Linked DNA regions of Mus musculus: region 1 is linked to region 2. Evidence: chromatin contacts called from public HiChIP or PLAC-seq data. All regions are on one chromosome and are shown on one strand. Each heading gives the region's core, a stretch centred on a gene start, on an enhancer-like site or on the middle of the called end of the contact. The rest is flanking DNA. Distances are from core to core; before and after follow the strand shown.

Region 1 (6,188 bases), core at 2,086-4,585, 300 kb after region 2:
ACCATTTTGAGGTGTGGCTAGTGCCCTAGAGGTTAGCATGAGTATTTTGGATAGATTTGGCACTGGACATAGAGGGGTTGAGTTTCCTCAGTGCCCTGTGCAAGGTGTTGCAACATTTCTACAGATGAGCAGCAGTCTGCCTGCCCTCCAGGGCTGGAGATGGGAAGGAAGATGCTAACCAAGGCAGGTGTAATCAGCCATGGAAGTGAGATACTGAAAATGTCTTGCTACACCCTCCATTCATATCATTCATAGTAGCTATCACCAACAGGATACAGCCTGCTTCTCTCAAGGGTTGATGGCTACTCTTCCATCTCTTCAGTTTCATGTCTGCCTTGCTGTCACTGTGGTAATATGACAAGAATCAGTACATTTCCAACAGTTTTTTTTTTCATCTCTTCTAGCTGACCCAACTGTGGGTCCATTTTTGCAAAACAAATTACCTTGTTCCCATGAGTATTTAAGCATTTATGATGACAATCTTTGGTGGTACTTTTGCATACCCAGCCAATCACTTATCCAAAGTTGAAATTATTTCTAAAGTGGCCTCTTTAAAGGCAAAGTGAGTGGTTTAGTCAGCTTTCTTTTGGAACCTAAATGCTCTCTCACAGGACCCATGAAACTCTTCTAACTTGTGAAAAAAGCCAGAATATGCTCTTTAAACACCTACAGTTTTAAAGGGCTCCCAGGTCTGTTTGTAGCCCACGATGGAACCAAGGCAAGATAGAAATACAGGGAAAATCATGGTACATGGAAGCCTAGGTGCTGGTTGAAGTTTATTTCCAGTTGAGAGTCAAGCACCTCTTCAGGCGATTCTCTCCTTCCAACTGTGAGCCTGAAGTTTTCTGGGCCTCTTTCCAGAAACCCCTTGCAAACCCCTAGTGGCTCCTGGCTTCACCAGATTGCAACCTTTACCATGGCACTTCCAGAGTCACACCTGACCTGACGAATGGAAGGAGAATAAGGACAGAGCAGGGGAGGGTCCTTTGGAAACCTGTCAGTGAAATTTCAAAAGCTCCCACCATCTTATAGAATCATTAAGGCTTAACCCAGACTTTTTTGAGAAGCCCACGGGTCAGGTGTGCTTTACTCTTTGTGTGCATTTCTACCTTTAATAAACTTCTGCTGTGCTTCGTCCTGAAATTCTTTCCTGCCCCTAAGCCAAGGATCCAGTTTTACCTGAGTGCAGATCTCCAAAAGGTTAAGGGAACTCCACGCACAGATTGTGTGGAGCTGTGACTTGCTGACAGAATGAGGCTGTTGCCTACCAACATCTTCGTTAGTCTGGGAGAAGAATCGTTGAAGAACCAAAGGCAGACGCTATCCAGCCTCAGTGGTACGGACAACACTAAGTCTGGGCGTGAAGAGGGGGGAGAAGGCCTTAAAGTTCAGAAGTTTGCTTGGGCTAGCTCTATTTTCTGACCCGTAAAAATGGGACACGATATACCTTTGCCTTTAAAGGTGTACCTGCCTTGGCCAGAGCTTTGGGACCCGTCCTCTTTTCACTCTGGAAGCCCAGGACCTATACAGTGCATTCACTGTTTACCCAGGTACAACTCTATTCTATTATACATACGTACACACATACAAACATACATACACATATACATACATACACATATACATACATGCATACATACACAGATACATGCATACATACATACATAACATGCATACATGCATACATACACACACAAGAGAGAGAGAGAGACAGACAGACAGACAGAGAGAGAGAGAAAATCGATTTTTCTCCTTCCATGGCAGAATGAGGAATCTCAGGATTTCCTGATTGTGCTGAAAGTGTTTTACCCTGAGGCTTCTCATTGGCTCTGTATTAGTAAATACTTTTAATATGCTTCTTCTCTTCTTTCTCTGTCTCTGTCTGCCTCTCTCCTTTCTCTGTATTGTGACTCATTCTCTAGCAGAGGCTGGCTTCAAACTCAAGGTAATCCTTCTGCCCACCTCCCCCGGCCCCTCTCTCCCACGGCTACTTTTAAAGTATCACATTATTTAATCCTAGCTATCTGTATAAAGAAACGGATGCAAATTGTGTCTTGGGCATTCTGAGCTTCTGGGCTAAAATCCACTTATCAGTGAGTGCATATTATATGAGTTCTTTTGTGATTGGGTTCCCTCACTTAGGATGAATATCCTCCAGATCCATCTATTTGTCTAAGAATTTCATAAATTCATTGTTTTTAATAGCTGCATAGTACTCCATTGTGTAAATTTGCCACAATTTCTGTAACCATTACTCTGTTGAGGGACATCTGGATTCTTTCCAGTTTCTGCCTATTATAAATAAGGGTGCTATGAACATAGTGGAGCATATGTCCTTATTACAAGTTGGAGCATCTTCTGGGTATATGCCCAGGAGTGGTATTGCTGGATCTTCCAGTAGTACTATGTTCAATTTTCTGAGGAACCACCAAACTGATTTCCAGAGTGGTTGTATCAGCTTGCAATCCCACCAACAACGCAGGAGTGTTCCTCTTTCTCCACATCCTTGCCAGCGTCTGCTGTCACCTGAGTTTTTTATCTTAGCCATCCTGACTGGTGTGAGGTGTCCTGTGAAGGTTCTATGCTCCAGTATAGGGGGATGCCAGGGCCAGGAAGTGGGAGTGGATGGTTTGGGGAGCAGGGGGAGGGGAGAAAGGATAGGGAGTTTTCAGAGGGGAAACTAGGAAAGGGGATAACATTTGAAATGTAAATAAAGAAAATATTTAATAAAAAAGGAAAAAAGAGAATATGATAAAAAAAAGGTATTGCAGGTTTTGAAGTGGGGGCCGTCTCTGGGAGAAGTTGGGGTACAAAAGGGAAAGAAGAATGTGATGTAAGTCTATTTATTCAAAATATGTTTTTAAGTGTTAACAAATTCAGATAAATTGAAATTATGTATCTTTTCTCGTCATAATGCAATAAAACTTAAATTAAGAAAGAAAGAAAGAAAGAAAGAGAGAAAGAAACTGATGGCCGGAGGGGTTAGAACATTTTGCTAGATTACAGGCACCTCTTCTCCCCGCATGGTGGTGACCGTCCCTACGTTTCAGATGGAAGGTATCCTCGACCCTCTTGCATAGGGACGTAAAAAAAAAAAAAGTGCCGTTTCCGTTCTTTTGGATAAAAACTCGATTGCTTCACTGACAAGTAGAGAAGGAGGCCTGGAAGGGAGAGAAGCCAAGCGCAGGGACCAGAGCACAGGAGGCGGCCCCGCAGGCGCGGGCGGGCGGGGCGAGCCCTGTGCTCCCTGGAAGGTCCCGCGCTGCCCTCCCCTCCGCCCGCCCCGAACAGCGGCGACACCTGGGTGGCGCAGCCGGCTGCGAGCGCTGGGCGGCAGAGAGAGGTTGGCAGCCCGGAGGAGGTAGAGCGGGCAGCCGGGGCTGCGGCGGAGACTCGGCGCGCGCTCTGGGTGTGACTTTTCTGTCTACTGGCGGTGTCGCTGGGACTGCTTTCTGGTCCTGCTCTGGGTCTTGGAGTAGCTGGAGGAGTTGGTGTAGAGAGAGATTTTTTTGTTGTCCTTGCTATCCTGGCTGCTACAACGTGAACCACCGGGGCGGCAACCAACAAGCTTCATCCCTCAGTTTCTCCTTTAGTTAGGAGTTCCTTCTGCTGCCCTCGCCGCCGTGTGTCCGCGAAGCTAGGGACACCAGGTAGGCAGTTGCGACGGAATTGGGGGTGGTACTTTGAAGGCTTGACCCCAGACCTGGGGCTGGAGACTGGCGGGACCTGGCTGCGGAGCAATCGCCCGCAGGGTGCTCAGGTGAGGAACAGCAGAGGTGCAGCGAAGGAACCCAGCTAAGCACCCCCCCCCCCCCGCGAACTCTAGTTTGAAAATTAACACATTTGTTTTGGGACAGTTTCCTCTACACCCAACCAGACCTCTTATCCTATAGAGTTAAGTCACATGGGTGGGATTTGCCAGCTTCAAACTGCAAAACCGCGTGTTTCAGGGTGTAAGACCCATCCAGCAGCCGTAGGAAGTGCGGTAGGAAGTGGGGTAGGAAGTGGGTCTCTGCGCTCACAGTGCCTCCTCCCCTTTCCTCCCTTTATAAGTCGTCTTTGGCTATGAGGGGCTCCATTTCCTGCATCGTTGAAAAGTTCTCATTTTTTACTAAGGGCTGGTATGTGACCAGCAGCTTCCAGGACGTGGGCTCTGGGTTGAGAGGGAGCCTAAACACACGCTTTGAATCACAGCTTTCTGACCCTACAGTCTAATAGCAGTGTGCAGAGGAAGCCTGGGTGGGGGAGAGGGGGCAGTTCAGATACACAACTGGAGGGTCGGCGGGGTCCAAATTGCTGTCCAGCTTTCTCTCTTCCTGACAACCCTTTCTGGCTAGAATGCTGGTCCTGCTGTCTGCAAGATGGAGAAGCCAGGACAAAGCAAGCTAGCTTAAAGTGGCTGAGGTCTTCAATCAGTTACTGGAGCTTTTTAGCACCCGGCCCTCAAACAACTTCTTTCATCTCTGCCCTTCATCATTCTTGGAGTGGCATACATTTGAAATCAGACTCTTGGACCCACTAAAAGTGTCCAGGAAGGAGAAGAGAGGTTCAGTGAGGGAGGAGGGGCGATGCTGATCTCTCTTTTACAGACATTTATTATGGACCAGACGCTGTTCTCTATGTAATGTGTTTCTAAATTCTCACAAAGCCTCACAAGGTTGGTACACTATACTTCTTTTTATAATTGAGATGCCGAGGCTCAGAAAGATTGGTCCTCCTATTCTAACACACGTAGTTTCTAATTCTAAAACCTTTCTATTTTGTGCTCTTTGGTAAAGACAAGCCAGGGCAGGTAAAAAGCAAGCAAGCAAGCAAGCAACAAGCAAGCAAGCAAGCAAGCAGGCAGGCAGGCAAGCAAGCAAGCAAGCAAGCAAGCAAGCAAGCAAGCAAGCAAGCAAGCAAGCATATTGAGCTCCCACTAAGTGCCAGGCACTGTTAAAGCATCTCAGAGGTTCTATCGGCATGTATGGTCAGGAATGTCCATCATTCTGGGGAAACCAGTGACTGACATTGCCTCTCTCTCAGCAGCTCTGCTCCAGAAAGCCTGCCTGATCCACTCAGCTGTTACTGCTTGGGTGGGGCAGGAGTTCTGTTTGCTTTATGCTAGAAATGGTTTGGGGTCTAATGAAAGATTGATTGTCTGAATCTGATCCGTTAGACCTGACCGTTGGCTTGTGAATGATCGCTCTGTCCCTCCAGAGGTTCGTTCCAGGCTTTACTCAATAAACATTTGTGGAATGAATGAATGAATTAGCACCTTGTGCACAGTGGTCTGCTGCCCGATGGACAGTGAAGCAGTGGGGGGTGGGGGTAGCCTGGGCCCCTAAACTCCAAGCCAGCAGTAGCTACCCTGAGCCAATTTCTTTTCCCATCTGTAAATTGGAGATGATGATGATAGTCAGATTTTTGTCACTCTGACAAAACACCTAGGACGATCAGCCAGTGACAAGGGTTTGTTTGGCTTGTGGTTTCAGCCCACGTTCAGTGCCCTCTGTTGCTTCTAGGCCTGTGGCAAGGCAGCTCATGATAGTGGAGTGTGTGGCAGAGGAGAAGGCTTTGGAACCTCAGTTTCTTCTGCATGAGAATGCCTTCAAGGTATTAAGTTCCAACTACCATAGTCTATTTCCTTTTTAAAATAAAGGTTAAAAGAAGATTTCTTACTCTACTTTTTAAAAGATTAATTTATTTAACATTTATTTAATTTATTTAATGAGTATACTGTAGCTGTCTTCAGACACACCAGAAGAGGGCATCAGATCCCAGTACAGACCATATGGTTGCTGGGCATCGCACTCAGGACCGCTGGAAAACCAGTCAGTGCTCTTAACCACTGAGCTATCTCTCCAGCCCCCTCTTACTTTTAAGTTATTTTATGGGTGGGTATTTTGCTAACCTGTATATCTGTACACTGCATGCGTGAAGTGGTCATAGGCGCCAGGAGAGGGGTCGGACCAACTGGAACTGAAATTACAGAATGTTGAGAGCCACCATGTGGGTACTGGGAGCCAAACCAGAGTCTGCTGGAAGAGGAGCACACTTAATGCTCTCTCTCTCTTTCTCTCTCTCTCTCTCTCTCTCTCTCTCTCTCTCTCTCTCTCTCTCTCTCTGTCCCTTCTCTCCCTCTCTCTCCCCTCTTGTAATTAATTTAATGTATGTGAGTGTTTTGCATGTACCACATGGGTACCTGG
Region 2 (5,991 bases), core at 1,216-3,715:
TATATTATTATGGATTAAAATTTCATTTTCACACTTCAATCCATTATTTTTTTAATTATGTGTTCTCTGAGGTTTGAGAAATCTCCAGTAACGCATACCCACACAGCATCATTCACAGTAGTTGAACTACTCTGAACTTGTTCTGTGCTCCATATACCCATGCCGCTTTCCTCTCAACAATGACATTCACTGATCTGTTTACTGTCTTCATTCTGCTTGCCTTTCAAAAGGGTTTTGCAGTTGGATTCATAGGGCCCTCTCGAATTGGCTTGTTTTGTTTTGTTTTGTTTTTTTAACTTAGTTTTTATCCATAACTACAAACTTAACTCTGCAATCCAGCTAGACTTCAAAGGAAATAAGAAAAACAGGGAGCCAAAGAACTGCAGTGAGGGCGCAATGATCATGGGATATTGTCAGCAGATGGGTGATCCTGAGCTAAAGAAGGAATGGTCACAAATGAGGTGCCCCCAGGCAGACATGGTGGTCTGTCTGCTGGTCTTCTTGTATCGGGATCCTCAATGACTGTCCTTCCCAAAGACCACAGGTCTGCTGAATCCTGGCAGAGCAGAGGGAAAAACTAGGAAGCATTTGTGTTTGGGCCAGCATTTGCTTCAGGATAGCTGCACACCAATACATCCAGCCTCATCTACTTTTGAAAAACATGTTCTTGCTTTTAGTTAATGTTTTAAGTTAGCATATGTGTTGATTGGTTGGTTTTTGTTGTTTGTTTGTTTGTTTGTTTTGTCAGTTTGACACCAGTGCAGGTCATCTGGAAGGAGAGAATCTCAATTAAGAAGCCCCCATCAGACGGGCCTGAAAGCAAGTTTGTGGCATTTTCTTGATTAATAATTGATGTGGGAAGGCCCAGGCCACTGTGGGTGGAGTCACCCCTAAACTAGTGGTTGAATAAGACAGCAGGCTGAGCAAACAGTAGAGAGCAAGTCAATAATCAATACTCCCTTGTGGCCTCTGCTTCACTTCCTGTATCCAGACCCCTGCTTTGAGTTTCTGCCCTGACTTTTCTCAGTGATCAGCCATGATTGATAAGTTAGGGCTGGAGAGATGGCTCAGCCGTTAAAGGCTAGACTCACAACCAGAAATATAAGAGAAGTATAAGCTAAATAAATCCATTTTTTTTCTCCCCAAGTCATTCTTGGGCATTTATTATAGTAATGGAAAGACAAAATAAGCAGACAATATGATGGGCATCAACGGACGTACATACATACATACATACATACATACATACACACTTTGTTCTTACTCATTTCCTGCTTTCAATCATTTCCTTCTATTGAGTAATAATGTGCTATTGTCTGACTGTAGCACACTTTAATTATTCATTCTCCTGAAGGGCATCTTGGTAGTTTCCAATTATGAATAAAATACTGTAAATGTCTGTAGGCAGGATCTGGAGGAGACATTAATTTCCAACTCATTTTCGGTAAACTTAAAGGAGTGTTGATTCAGTTGATTGCGAGGTTAAGATATATTGAAAGTAAATTTAATTCTATAAGATTTATCTTTTAATTTTAAGTAAGATAAATGTGGTCATTTTTTTCTACTCCATGAGTCAGTTTTCCTGACGTCACAAGAAATAATCTCTTAATAAAAATATCTGGATCCTTAGAACATGTTACCTGGACACCTATTGCAGACTGGAAGAAAGTCTACATAAACCAAATTGGGGCATCCATAGCTTCTTCTCCTGTGTTCACACCTCCTAAGAAAACATAACAACAGGTTACTGTGGCTTTTATTTCTAAACTGAGGATTGTGTACCCCTGTAACTGAGACTAGTTTGCAATATATGACCTCTTGCATACCCAGAAAGCAAGCACTCAGTTCTGGACAGAAAAGAGGGGCTTGAGTCATCACTGTTGTCTGGAGGGCTGTATTAACTGCTTACAGGGTTTTGGTCAGGACAGTGGTGGCCTCCTAATAAGCAGAAGGAAGATTTGTCTTGCGGTGGGCTGTAGAGAGGTAACAGAACCACACCCAGGGAACCCCGTGTATACATAGGCAGGAAAGGCCTGAGGAACAGGCTTTGCTTTGTTTGTTGTTATATAAAACAGGCTCTTATGTAGCCTCTGGTGGCCTGAAACTCATAGAGATCTGCCTCTGCCTCTGCCTCTGCCTCTGCCTCTGCCTCTGCCTCTGCCTCTGCCTCTGCCTCTGCCTCTGCCTCTGCCTCTGCCTCTGCCTCTGCCTCTGCCTCCTCTGCCTCTGCCTCTGCCTCTGCCTCTGCCTCTGCCTCTGCCTCTGCCTCTGCCTCTGCCTCTGCCTCTGCCTCTGCCTCTGCCTCTGCCTCTGCCTCTGCCTCTGCCTCTGCCTCTGCCTCTGCCTCTGCCTCTGCCTCCTCTCATGGGATCAAAGGCATGCCACCACCATACCCAGCTTGAGAAGAAGGGTTTGAGAATACAGGCTTTTGGCTTTACGAATAACTTTATGGCCGTTTTGACACTCTATTACCAACACCTTTACCACAAATTTAGCAGCTTCTTATATTGCTTTCATTTCTCTAATTCATCCTACCTTATGAGAAGACAAAAAAAAAAAATACTTTTTTTTTTGTCACTCCACCACCCCGACTGCTTGATCTGGCTAGCTTGATTCAAAATCCTCATCACTGGTCCTCATAGATACCATTGCTCCTCCACTACCATTCAGTTCTGTGGATCTAACTCAGGACCTTGTACAGCCAGGCAAGGTTTTTAACACAAAGCTGCAGCACAGCCTTTCATCACATTAACAAGCACAGAAAGACACTCGAGTGCTGCATACTCTAGCCCATCTGTGGGAGCTAAAAAGCAACTGGTCTCTTAGAATAGATGGTAGAATAGGAGTAAATTAGAAGGCAGGAAGGGAGGAGGAGCATACACTTAAAATGATTAGAGTCTGAAAGTTTCTAACACATGGAAGTGATTTTTGAGGACATACACTAATTATCTCAATTTTATTATTGTAAAGTAGGTAAGTGTCTTGAATTATAATACAATACAATACAATACAATACAATACAATACAATACAATACAATACCATACAACACTATACTCCATAAATAAGCACAAGCATATCGACTTAAGTAGTATTAACGCCTTTCTTCCTGCCTGGGAAGTATGTCTTTCTTCTTCCTTCCTTCTGTATCCTAAATTCACATATCCTAGGCCAACTCAAGGTCTTAGAGATTACTCCTCACTCTTTGTTTCCATGACTTATCAACCACTAGATATCCTTTATCCTACCTTACTTAAGCTACTGAATCCTTCCTCAGGACTTTGACCTCACAGTCTAAAAAAGCTCCAACCCTTAAGGTCTGCCAGGTCTTAAGCCTTTGCTATTTGTGCATCAAGGATGACAACCTTTGACACTTTCTCTTTTTTTCATTCCATCAGCCTCCTGGCTCCTGACTCAGTGTCACCTAAGCATTCTCCAATGATCCAAACGAATTCAACGTCTGTGTCTTTGGCTAAGGATATAGAGAAATCGGTATGTTTAACCTTTTGGTATCTTGGAAAATGTTTTGGCAGTTTTCAATGTTTTCTGGGTATTTTTTATAAATACCATCCCGTAATGAAGCTTTCAGAAGTATTGACTAATTAATGGGAGAACTGGTTGGGAACGTGCAGAGCACAGTAGCTCTTAGTATACCAAATCTCCTTCGCATCTTTCTTTTGAGGACACTTAGGAAGCATTTAGGGTCTACCCAGGTAATAGAGTCTCTCCCCAACCTAAGATCTTTAAATTTATTGTATCTGAAAATCCCCCCAACACACACACTTTTTTTAAAAATCTATCAAATAAGACAACATTTGAAGCTTCCAGGAAATCTTTTCATGGTCATTATTCAACTGCAGCTGCTATCTTGGACAGTGAGGGTAGCATTCTCTCATAGTATTAAGTTCATAGTAGAAAGGAAGCAAGGAGAATCTTCAAAGAGGATCAACCCAAAAGTTGATTGCATTTCTTGAAGATAACAGCATAGCTAGTGTTATATCAGATTGGGAGTTAAAAAACATAAATCACATTGAGGTTTGAGTGTTCTGTACATAGGCTGTGGGTTTCCAATGTTTCAGTCTGCTTAGACTGAGAATATCTAGGACAGTGCAATTATAAATGATATCTGGTGGCCAGGGTGTGGCACTTGCCTTCAGTCCCAACAATGGGGAAATGGAAGCAGACGGATCTCTGAATTAAAGGCCAGCCTGGTCTCCAGAGTGAGTTTCTGGCCAACCAAGATACATAGTGAGACTCTGTCTCAAAGAAAAGGAAGAGAAAGCAAAGAGAGAAAAGAGAAGAGCGAAAGTATCCAGAACTAGGATCCAAGGTAAGAGCCAGAGGCACAATGGACCAGAGGAGGCTGGTGGAAGGCTGTCACAGGTGAGCCACCAGAAAGATTACTGATATCACCAACAACGATGAGCAAAGTAAAGGACATCTGAAAAATCAGAGCTTGAGTGGCATAGGGCATTGTGAGCCTTCATGATCCATCTGTTAATTTAACCCAGTTACTCATGTAGTCTACCAATCAAACTCATTAACATTTTTTAAACATTTGTATATTTGTGCATGTGTGTGTGTGACTGTATGTCCACGTGTGTGTGGCACACATGTTTGTGGAGGTATGTGAGCCTGTGCATGAGTGCAGAGGACAGAAGAGGGCAGGACTTAATCTATCACTCTCTGCCTATTTCTTGGAGACAAGATATCTCCCTGATCTTGAGACTCACATTTTATTGGTGTGGCCGGAAGCCAATGGTGAGCCTCCTGTTTCTACCTCTGTTGGAGCTGGGGTTGGAATTCATGGGACACTTATTATGTGGGTCCTAGGAACCAAAACTCTAGTCATTAAGATTGTATAGGAAGTGCTCCTAACCACTGGGCCCTCTCTCTAACCCCATGAGCTCTTTAATGATACTGTATATTTCTAAATGTATTGGGAATTGAACCTTAGGCCTTACATACACTAGTCAAGGGCTTTCCCATCAAAGTCTATATCCCCAGCTCTCTTATTACATTTTATGTTGAGACAGAGTTTTACTAAGTTGTGCAGGCTGTGCTTGAACTCACTCTGTAGTGCAGGCAGGCCTTGAACTTGTGAACCGAAAGTCCCAAACTCCTAAGCAGCTGGAATAGAAGGCCTACAATACCAGTTCTGCCTAATCTGTTTCTATTTTAAGTGTCTTAGCAAGAGGTAAGCAAGGCTAGCTTCATGTGCTAGTATCAAGAATGTGAGAGGGGAAGAGATACTTTTTTCAGATGAGTACCTCTTAGGATTTTATAGAAAGAGTCTGTTAAACAAACCTCCAGATGCCTGACCTACTGTAGGCAGAGGGGTCCTGAACCAGCGGGCTGCAGCTGCTACTTTCCCAAATCCACTAATCTTGCTCTGGGCTTTCATAGCCTTCCTCCTTAAAAACCTTTATTGCGACAATTTTCTAAGTTCTTTAAAGAATTTCTTTGAACAGACTTAGGCAGGGAGCATCTCTTCAGCCTGCCTTAGAGGACGGTTGAGCTCTGTTACTCATTGTTTGAGAGAGAATTCCTGCATAATAATGGTTCTGACTAATTTGAGCAAGATAGGGCAGGCCTTACAGAGGACTGAAACCTCTGTAAAACTTCCGTGTGAAATGTGAGATGTAGGTGGGGACACTTACTTCAGCCCTCTCTACCCACCGAAGACAACCCGGGTGTAAGATCGATATCTTAGATAAGAGATGAGTGAGCTGGGGTTCCCCAGCCAGAGCATCAGAGAAGAGCAAAGCAAAGAAGATGAAGAAACCTTGTGGGTGACACCAAATCTCTCACCCAGCCCTCTCACTGCATTGGGCATTCCCCAAGAGAAAGGCCCTTTTTTACAGACTAAGCCCTGTGGGCTAAACCCTTGCTGCCCTTGAGGGGATGGGGAGGTCCAGCTTTTTCTGATTAAGATGCAGAGGCCTCAGTGACTAAAGAAGGAAAAGGTGATGTCCTGGAGCTGTGATGTGTG

The links. HiChIP or PLAC-seq counts read pairs in DNA pulled down with a chosen protein or histone mark.
Region 1: a BATF HiChIP or PLAC-seq map of CD8 T cells shows a contact between it and region 2, with 6 read pairs. The contact joins the promoter of Sytl2 here to the enhancer-like site in region 2. A contact is called at or near these places in 1 of 484 Hi-C or Micro-C datasets (bone marrow-derived macrophages), 8 of 115 datasets of contacts at active chromatin or transcription factors (CD8 T cells, bone marrow-derived dendritic cells, effector CD8 T cells and 5 more) and 3 of 9 other capture datasets (adipose tissue, liver and pancreatic islet).

What each region holds. Positions count from the first base shown.
Region 1 is chr7:90,299,094-90,305,281 of GRCm38.p6, forward strand. Sytl2 (synaptotagmin-like 2) reads left to right here and starts at 3,336. Exons shown (of 20, transcript NM_001368878.1): 1 at 3,336-3,650.
Region 2 is chr7:90,001,671-90,007,661 of GRCm38.p6, forward strand. No RefSeq gene overlaps it. Among named protein-coding and RNA genes, the nearest start is that of Eed, 24 kb to the left of the region's middle. Within about 2 kb of position 2,466, at least 8 of the 459 cell types and tissues checked have an H3K27ac peak or open chromatin away from gene starts, as enhancers often do. A contact at or near this core is called in CD8 T cells, effector CD8 T cells and memory CD8 T cells, where this site is marked.